Regions from separate parts of the Rattus norvegicus genome. Here region 1 is linked to region 2. Evidence: chromatin contacts called from public Hi-C data. All regions are on one chromosome and are shown on one strand. Each heading gives the region's core, a stretch centred on a gene start, on an enhancer-like site or on the middle of the called end of the contact. The rest is flanking DNA. Distances are from core to core; before and after follow the strand shown. Region 1 holds the start of Gnpnat1 (glucosamine-phosphate N-acetyltransferase 1). Region 2 holds the start of Gpr137c (G protein-coupled receptor 137C).

Region 1 (3,360 bases), core at 728-3,227, 180 kb after region 2:
TGTTTTCATGTTTCTGGTGCTGATTACAGGTGTGTCCTACCACCATTCTGGAGTCCTTAAGCAACATTAAGTGAGTTTGCATTCATTACTAAACAGATGAGGACAGGCATTGGTCTAGTTAAAAACAAAGGACCTGATTAGAGTCAAACCCCTTGAAATGAGATTTATAAAACCTAAAGGGGAAAAGCCTATCCTCCCAGTCATAAAGACACAATTTATGATGCTGACAGAGGCCATGCCTTATTACAATCTAATAAAAATTCAGGTGAGGTGGCAAACACCTGGATCCAGTGCTAGGAGGCTGGAGCATGAACTGTGAGAGCTCAAGGACAGCAGACTACCCAGTCGCACCAGTCTCAAAAAAAAGAAAAAAAAAAAAAATTCTGGGGCTGGAGAGATGGCTCAGTGGTTAAGGGCACACTGATTGCTCTTCCAAAGGTCCTGAGTTCAGTTCCCAGAGACCACATGGTGGCTCACAATCATCTGTAATGGGATCTGATGCCCTCTTCTGGTGTGTCTGAAGACAGAGACAGTGTACTCATATATAATAAATAAATCTTTAAAAAAAATAATTATGGGAGTTGATGTAAACATGGAGATATTTTTTAAGTTGGTTCTAAGGTAATCCCCTCGACTCCTCCCTCCAAGTTCAGGCTAGCCCCTGCTACACAGACTTTTATCAAAACAAAATGACAAAAAGTCTTCTTTCTGTAGCACTTAAAGGTCATCACCACCTAACTTTCTCTATGTTTGGTTGTAAACCCTAACTCAAAGCACCTCCCCGCCCCCAACCCCTTGGGTTTAACTGCTAAATTAGCATTTGTTTACACGGCTTGAGTATTGCCTAATCCCTAGTCCTATAAACCTCTAGTCAATGAATAATGAATGACGTAAGGTATATAGAAATCACATTTCAGAAAGTCACGAAGAAAAAAAGATTGCCACGGGGCCACGAGCAAGAACACAAAAGACATACACCAAACTTCAAGTTTGGTTCTCCAGCCTCTGAGCCTATATACAAGATGCGGAGCAGGTGCTTCTAGAAAAACACCGGAGCAACAAGTAGGGAAGACTGAAGACCAGGATTCACAAATGATCTTCAGACAAATCAAAATCGCTGTGATAGGTGACAGATAGGTAGATAGACAGGTAGACAGCTCCGAGTATTTTCATGAAGATAGTATTTCATGAAGCAAGAAGTACTTCCCGTTAGTGTACTATCTACACCGTCTGATTATCCCCAGTCTAGTTGCACAGTTGGAGCACCGAGTTCCCAAGACTAGCCCTCAGGTAATGCATCAACAAATGAGTGGTCAGGACGGAGGAGCCTCTCATTTTCCCGTCGTGCTCTACATCAGGAAAGTCAACAGATGCCAATCTTTGCATCCTGGAATCTGTTTCAACCATACAAATCCTGCCTTAACCAATTTCCTGAGACCCACTCTTGGATTAATTAATCCCAACCAAACGAATCCCCATTTATTTTTACAGGAACAAATTTTATGTTTGCCTTACATAAACATTAGCTCTTACACACAATAGAAACCACGGAGTCGGCGTTTCTAGGGGTTCAAGTCCCAGGTCCCCCCCCACCCCAGGTTTCATACAGTCTGCGCAGCTGGGGCAATTCAGAGCCGGCGCGTGTCTTCAGCGGCTCTGATCGCTGCACCGGTAAAAGGGAGTTCGCGCCCTTTCATAGCGACGGCGGCAGACAGGACGAGGAACGTCCCCCAGTCCCACGCCACGGACACTCTCGTCCCTAGGCCCTCCAAGACCCTGCCCGGCCGGACAACAGAGCATCAAGCTTAGCCGCCCGGCTCCCGGACAGGGGCATCCCAGTCTCCGGGGTCCGCAGCCCCAAGCCCGCCCGCCTTCGCGTCCCAGCCCCAGGCCGCCTCACCGCACCGGAGCGAGCCACGCTCCCGTCCCAGCGCGTCAGTCTGCCTGCGGGTCACAGCGCCGCCGCATCCGGATCCGGCTGCAGCGCCAGCCCCTCCCCCCGTGCGCCCCCACGCGCCGCAGCCGGAACCGCCTGGCCGAACGTGGCGGGACCAACGCCTCCGCCCTGCCCCGCCCTCACGCACCGCGGCGCACGCGGAGGCACGGCCACGCACACCACTCCGGGGCTCCAGGGGCGGGGCGGGGCGGGGCTCTGGGCTGCAAAAGGAGCTCTGTGGGGCGGGGCTCCGGGGGCGGGGCTCCGGGGGCGGGGCTCCGGGGCGGGGCCGAGCCCTGGGGCAGTTAAGGTGACTCTGGGGCTTGGGGCAATGACCCGGAGCAAGGCTTGCGTAATCAGTTTACTTTCCTGACGCGCCTCTCGCTCACTGCCCCGTCGCCCTCACGCTTTATCTGAAAATAAAGCCATAGGAGTTTAAGCAGCGTATCGCGATGACCAGTGTGGGTTCCTTTCATTTTCTGAGCTCGAAGGCTCCTACCCTGTTAGTGCCTTCGTCCCCTTTGTCCCCTTCCCTCACATGCATGCAGTTCATTAGTCAGGACTTGGGTTACTCACTGGTGATCATATGCCCTGATTCCCAAATGTCTGAGACAAGAGTTAGCTCCTTTCTTCTAGAAACTGAGTTGAGACCACTCACCCTTGAGCTCTCCACTGCAGCACTTTGCTTCCTAGGACACTGGGAACATTTCAGCTCACTCTGGGCAAGTGGCACTAGGTTCTCCAGACAGCAAAGAGGGGGGTGAAGTCAGAACCCTGTAACCATCTTAGAGTATCTAGCACATAGAGTGCTTGTTCTGTAATCTCAGTACTGGGAAGGCTTGAGAAACCCTTCCGTGGGCTCCTAATTCCAGTGTCTCTCCTAAGTACCGTGGGCTCCTAATTCCAGTGTCTCTCCTAAGTACCGTGGGCTCCTAATTCCAGTGTCTCTCCTAAGTACCGTTTAGCGTCATTTGACAAGTGAGGAAGCAGAGATTTGGAGACATACATACATACATACATACATACATATGTGTGTGTGTAGTACCTGGCATAGTGGTGCATGCCTTTAATTCTAGCAGTAGAGACCAGAGGCTTTGTGCATCTCTGGTCTACACACAATGAGATCAAGCACAGCCAGGGATATGTAGAGAACCTCTGTCACTAGATAGATAGATAGATAGATAGATAGATAGATAGATAGATAGACAGACAGATAGACAGAGAGATAGATGAAGAGGAAGAAATGGCTTGAATATTCCAAGAGACCACTTGACTTCCATCTCTGAATTCATTAAAATATTTATCTGTTTTAATTGCTTATTTTAAAACTTGCAACGCTAGAGAACTACAGGATAAGAAGTCATGTGTCCCTATAGCTTCACCTGCAGAGTTAGGATGACGTTAACAGCTTGGTAGGTAATGCT
Region 2 (3,124 bases), core at 431-2,930:
TAAAGCTAGTGAGATAAAGACAACATCTAAATGCCGGGGATTCCCCTGCCTCATTAGAGTCTACCGGATGAGCCTACCATTGAATAAACACAAGACTTATAGCTTTCTCTTCATTTTATCATTACTGTACATTTATGTGCATGATTATATATGTGTGGGTGTAGTACTATCTGGCGCCTGGTAAACTACTAGCCAGAATGAGTACAAAACAGATCTTAAACTTAAAGCCCCTGTGTAACATGTATTTGGTGGCAGAGGATCAAGAAACAGCACTCTTCTTAGGCACAGCATAGGAAAGGGAGTATTTAGGAAGGGCTGGATGTTGGATGCTCCAGTAAATATGCTGTCTACAAGAACACTGAGTCTTAATCTTGCATTACTTTGACTGATTGGCTACCAAATACCCCCCAAAAAAGTAACAAACATCATGTAGTGGCCCAATATACATCGTTTCTCACTCATTTAAAGCAGAAATATACCTCTTACTTTGTACCTCTCGGTCTCAGATGAGAATAGCACCACTTGCTCCTACACACAAGGCTATCACACCAGCAGAACATCACTGCTACTCTCCCATTCTGAACAAAATTGTTACTGCTCTGTCACACACACACACACACACCGCCCTCGCCCAAGACAGCTCTCTAAATTTCTAAGTTTCAAAGAATCACCTTCCCTTTGCAGAAGGCCTTAACATTCATTTGTTCCCAGTACCACCTTAAGGACCTCTTCCCGAGAGATGGAAGGGTTGATTACTTACTGCTTCCGCTCGTGCTTTGATTCATTCGCTTCCCTCGCCCTGCATTTCCTCCTGCTCACTCAGAAAAAGAAAAGGAAAATAAGAAGAAGTCAAAACCAGTGTCGTTCGGTGCCCCAGAAACAGGTGAGCTGAATCAGAAGCCGGAGCTCCGCAAGCAGCATGGCTAGAGGAACGCTGCCGGATGCTGATATGCATGCAATCCTGCAGGCAAAGCCTCCAGGCCCGCGCTACCCACCTACCTGAGATCCTCGTGCAGTGCAACTAAAGGTCTCTGAAGCCAGCACTTCCCGCTACCCCAGTGACAGAAGGCGGGGCAGGGGCTGGTCCCCAAGGCGGCTCTCAAAGCGACTACGACTACCTGAGAGATCTCACCGCCCACGGCCGCCACTGCCTCCGCAAAATCAGTCTCTCGGGCGAAAAAAACAACCCCGGGGGCTCCGCCTGCTCCTCGTGCTCCTTACGTAAGCGACACTCCAACCAATAGAAGACCAGGGGGCGGAGCGAGAACAGCTCCAGGTGTCAGAATCAGGAGTCCTCCCGCCGGCGCGAGGAAGTCTTGCAGTTGCTGGGCCAATCAGCAGTGTGGGTGGGGAGAGGGGCGGGGGGAGGCGAGGAGAAAGCGGGAAGCCAATCAGATTAACGAAGTCTGGAGTGACAGGCTCTGTGGCCCGTGGTCTTCCGAGAGAGGCGCCCAGAGGGCGCGCCCGCCCGGGCCAATCGCGGGCAGCTCACAGTGCGGAGCGAGCGCCTCAAAAGCTCGGGTTTCTCAGCTGATTGTCTCCAGCCGAGAGTTGTTTTCTGCCGCTGCGGAGCCGAGCCCCGGCTGGAGGAGCCGAGCACCCCCCGGGGGAGGGGGAGGCGGGCCCGAGGGCAGCCGCGGCAACCGCGCGGGGCTGCGACTCCTGTCACGGCGCTGCCCGGGGCCGCAGGCTGGGGTGGGCGGGAGGTCCGGGGATCGCTCCGGCCGCTTCCTTCCCGCGCTCCCTCCCGGTTGCTCACGTCCCCTCATGAGGGAGTCTGTGCCCGGGCCGGCGGCCGCCGCGGTCCCCACGGCCGGCCGCGAACCCTCGACGCCCGGCGGGGGCGCCGTCGCGGCCTCGGGAGCCGCGGTTCCCGGTTCGGTGCAGCTGGCGCTGAGCGTGCTGCACGCGCTGCTCTACGCCGCGCTCTTCGCCTTTGCCTACCTGCAGCTGTGGCGGCTGCTCCTGTACCGCGAACGGCGGCTCAGTTACCAGAGCCTCTGCCTCTTCCTGTGTCTCGCGTGGGCAGCGCTCAGGACCACGCTCTTCTCGGCCGCCTTCTCCCTCAGCGGCTCTCTGCCCCTGCTGCGGCCACCCTCTCGCCTGCACTTCTTCCCGCACTGGCTGCTCTACTGCTTCCCCTCCTGCCTCCAGTTCTCCACGCTCTGTCTCCTCAACCTCTACCTGGCAGAGGTAAGGCGGGAGGACCGGCGAGCGGGGGAGCGGGGCCGCCGGGATCCACTCCTGCCGAAACTGACTGGGATTGGGGCGGGGGAGGTGGCCGGAGAGCAGCCTGGGGACAGCGAGACAGACACTCCTGTCTTTCCCTCTCCCTCAACTTAAGCCGCTGATGGACTCGGTGCCTGAGGGGTTAGAGAAGAGTGTGTGTGTGTGTGTGTGTGTGTGTGTGTGTGTGTGTGTGTGTGTGTGTGTGTGTGTGTGTGAGAGAGAGAGAGAGAGAGAGAGAGAGAGAGAGAGAGAGAGAATGAATATATATGAATTAGAATGAGAGAGAATGAGAATGAGTGAGTGCATGCCTGCCCCGATAACTTAAGACAGTAGGACACCCTTTGTTCAGTGTCCCAGACCTCCACATAAGGCGTTGGGGGCGACCACAGAGAGGCATCGTAAGAAGTAGCAGCTCCGGTAGCCCTGTCGGGGCTGGACCGGGTTAAGGGAGGTTGGATGCTGAGGTAGAGGCAGCTCTGCTGAAGCTGGACCTCTGCCAGCCATTACGTCACCAGGCAGAGCTGTTCCTCCGCTATTGTTGCTGCGTTTCTTTTATTAGAAGCTTATATTCCCCCCTGCATCTCCTTAACTGTGGCTCGATACACCTTACACAAATTCCGATCGATCGCTTCCCCGACGGGTTGAACGATCAATAACCGATGCTGCGGGACGGTCGAAGGACCTCCATAAAGCCCTTAGTGTCTGTCCCAGTTGCTGCTTGCTTTGGCGATTTAGTCGGTCTCTTTACAGCACAGCCCTTTAGGGGAGAGCTAATTAGGAGAAAAGATAGACGATTAACCTGTGCCTGTTGCAGAAACAAACCACGGAACTGTTTTTTTCAACAACTTGCTTAATAGCTGGAGTCTAATCACACCCCCTTTCTCTTTTACCGGGA

Evidence for each region. Hi-C and Micro-C count contacts between places; a contact is called where the count stands out from the background.
Region 1: a Hi-C map of prefrontal cortex shows a contact between it and region 2, with 4 times the contacts expected there. The contact joins the promoter of Gnpnat1 here to the promoter of Gpr137c in region 2. A contact is called at or near these places in 3 of 12 Hi-C or Micro-C datasets (mammary epithelial cells, prefrontal cortex and psoas muscle).

The regions. Positions count from the first base shown.
Region 1 is chr15:21,086,446-21,089,805 of GRCr8, forward strand. It overlaps Gnpnat1 (glucosamine-phosphate N-acetyltransferase 1), which reads right to left and starts at 1,978. Exons shown (of 6, transcript NM_001134756.1): 1 at 1,906-1,978. All of the region lies in intron 1 of Rps10l6 (ribosomal protein S10-like 6), which reads left to right.
Region 2 is chr15:20,904,278-20,907,401 of GRCr8, forward strand. Gpr137c (G protein-coupled receptor 137C) reads left to right here and starts at 1,681. Exons shown (of 7, transcript NM_001134541.4): 1 at 1,681-2,193. The coding sequence starts at 1,768. The region is part of intron 1 of Rps10l6 (ribosomal protein S10-like 6); the gene reads left to right. It overlaps Txndc16 (thioredoxin domain containing 16), which reads right to left and starts at 1,175. Exons shown (of 21, transcript NM_001427814.1): 1 at 1,000-1,175; 2 at 761-811. The coding sequence starts at 785.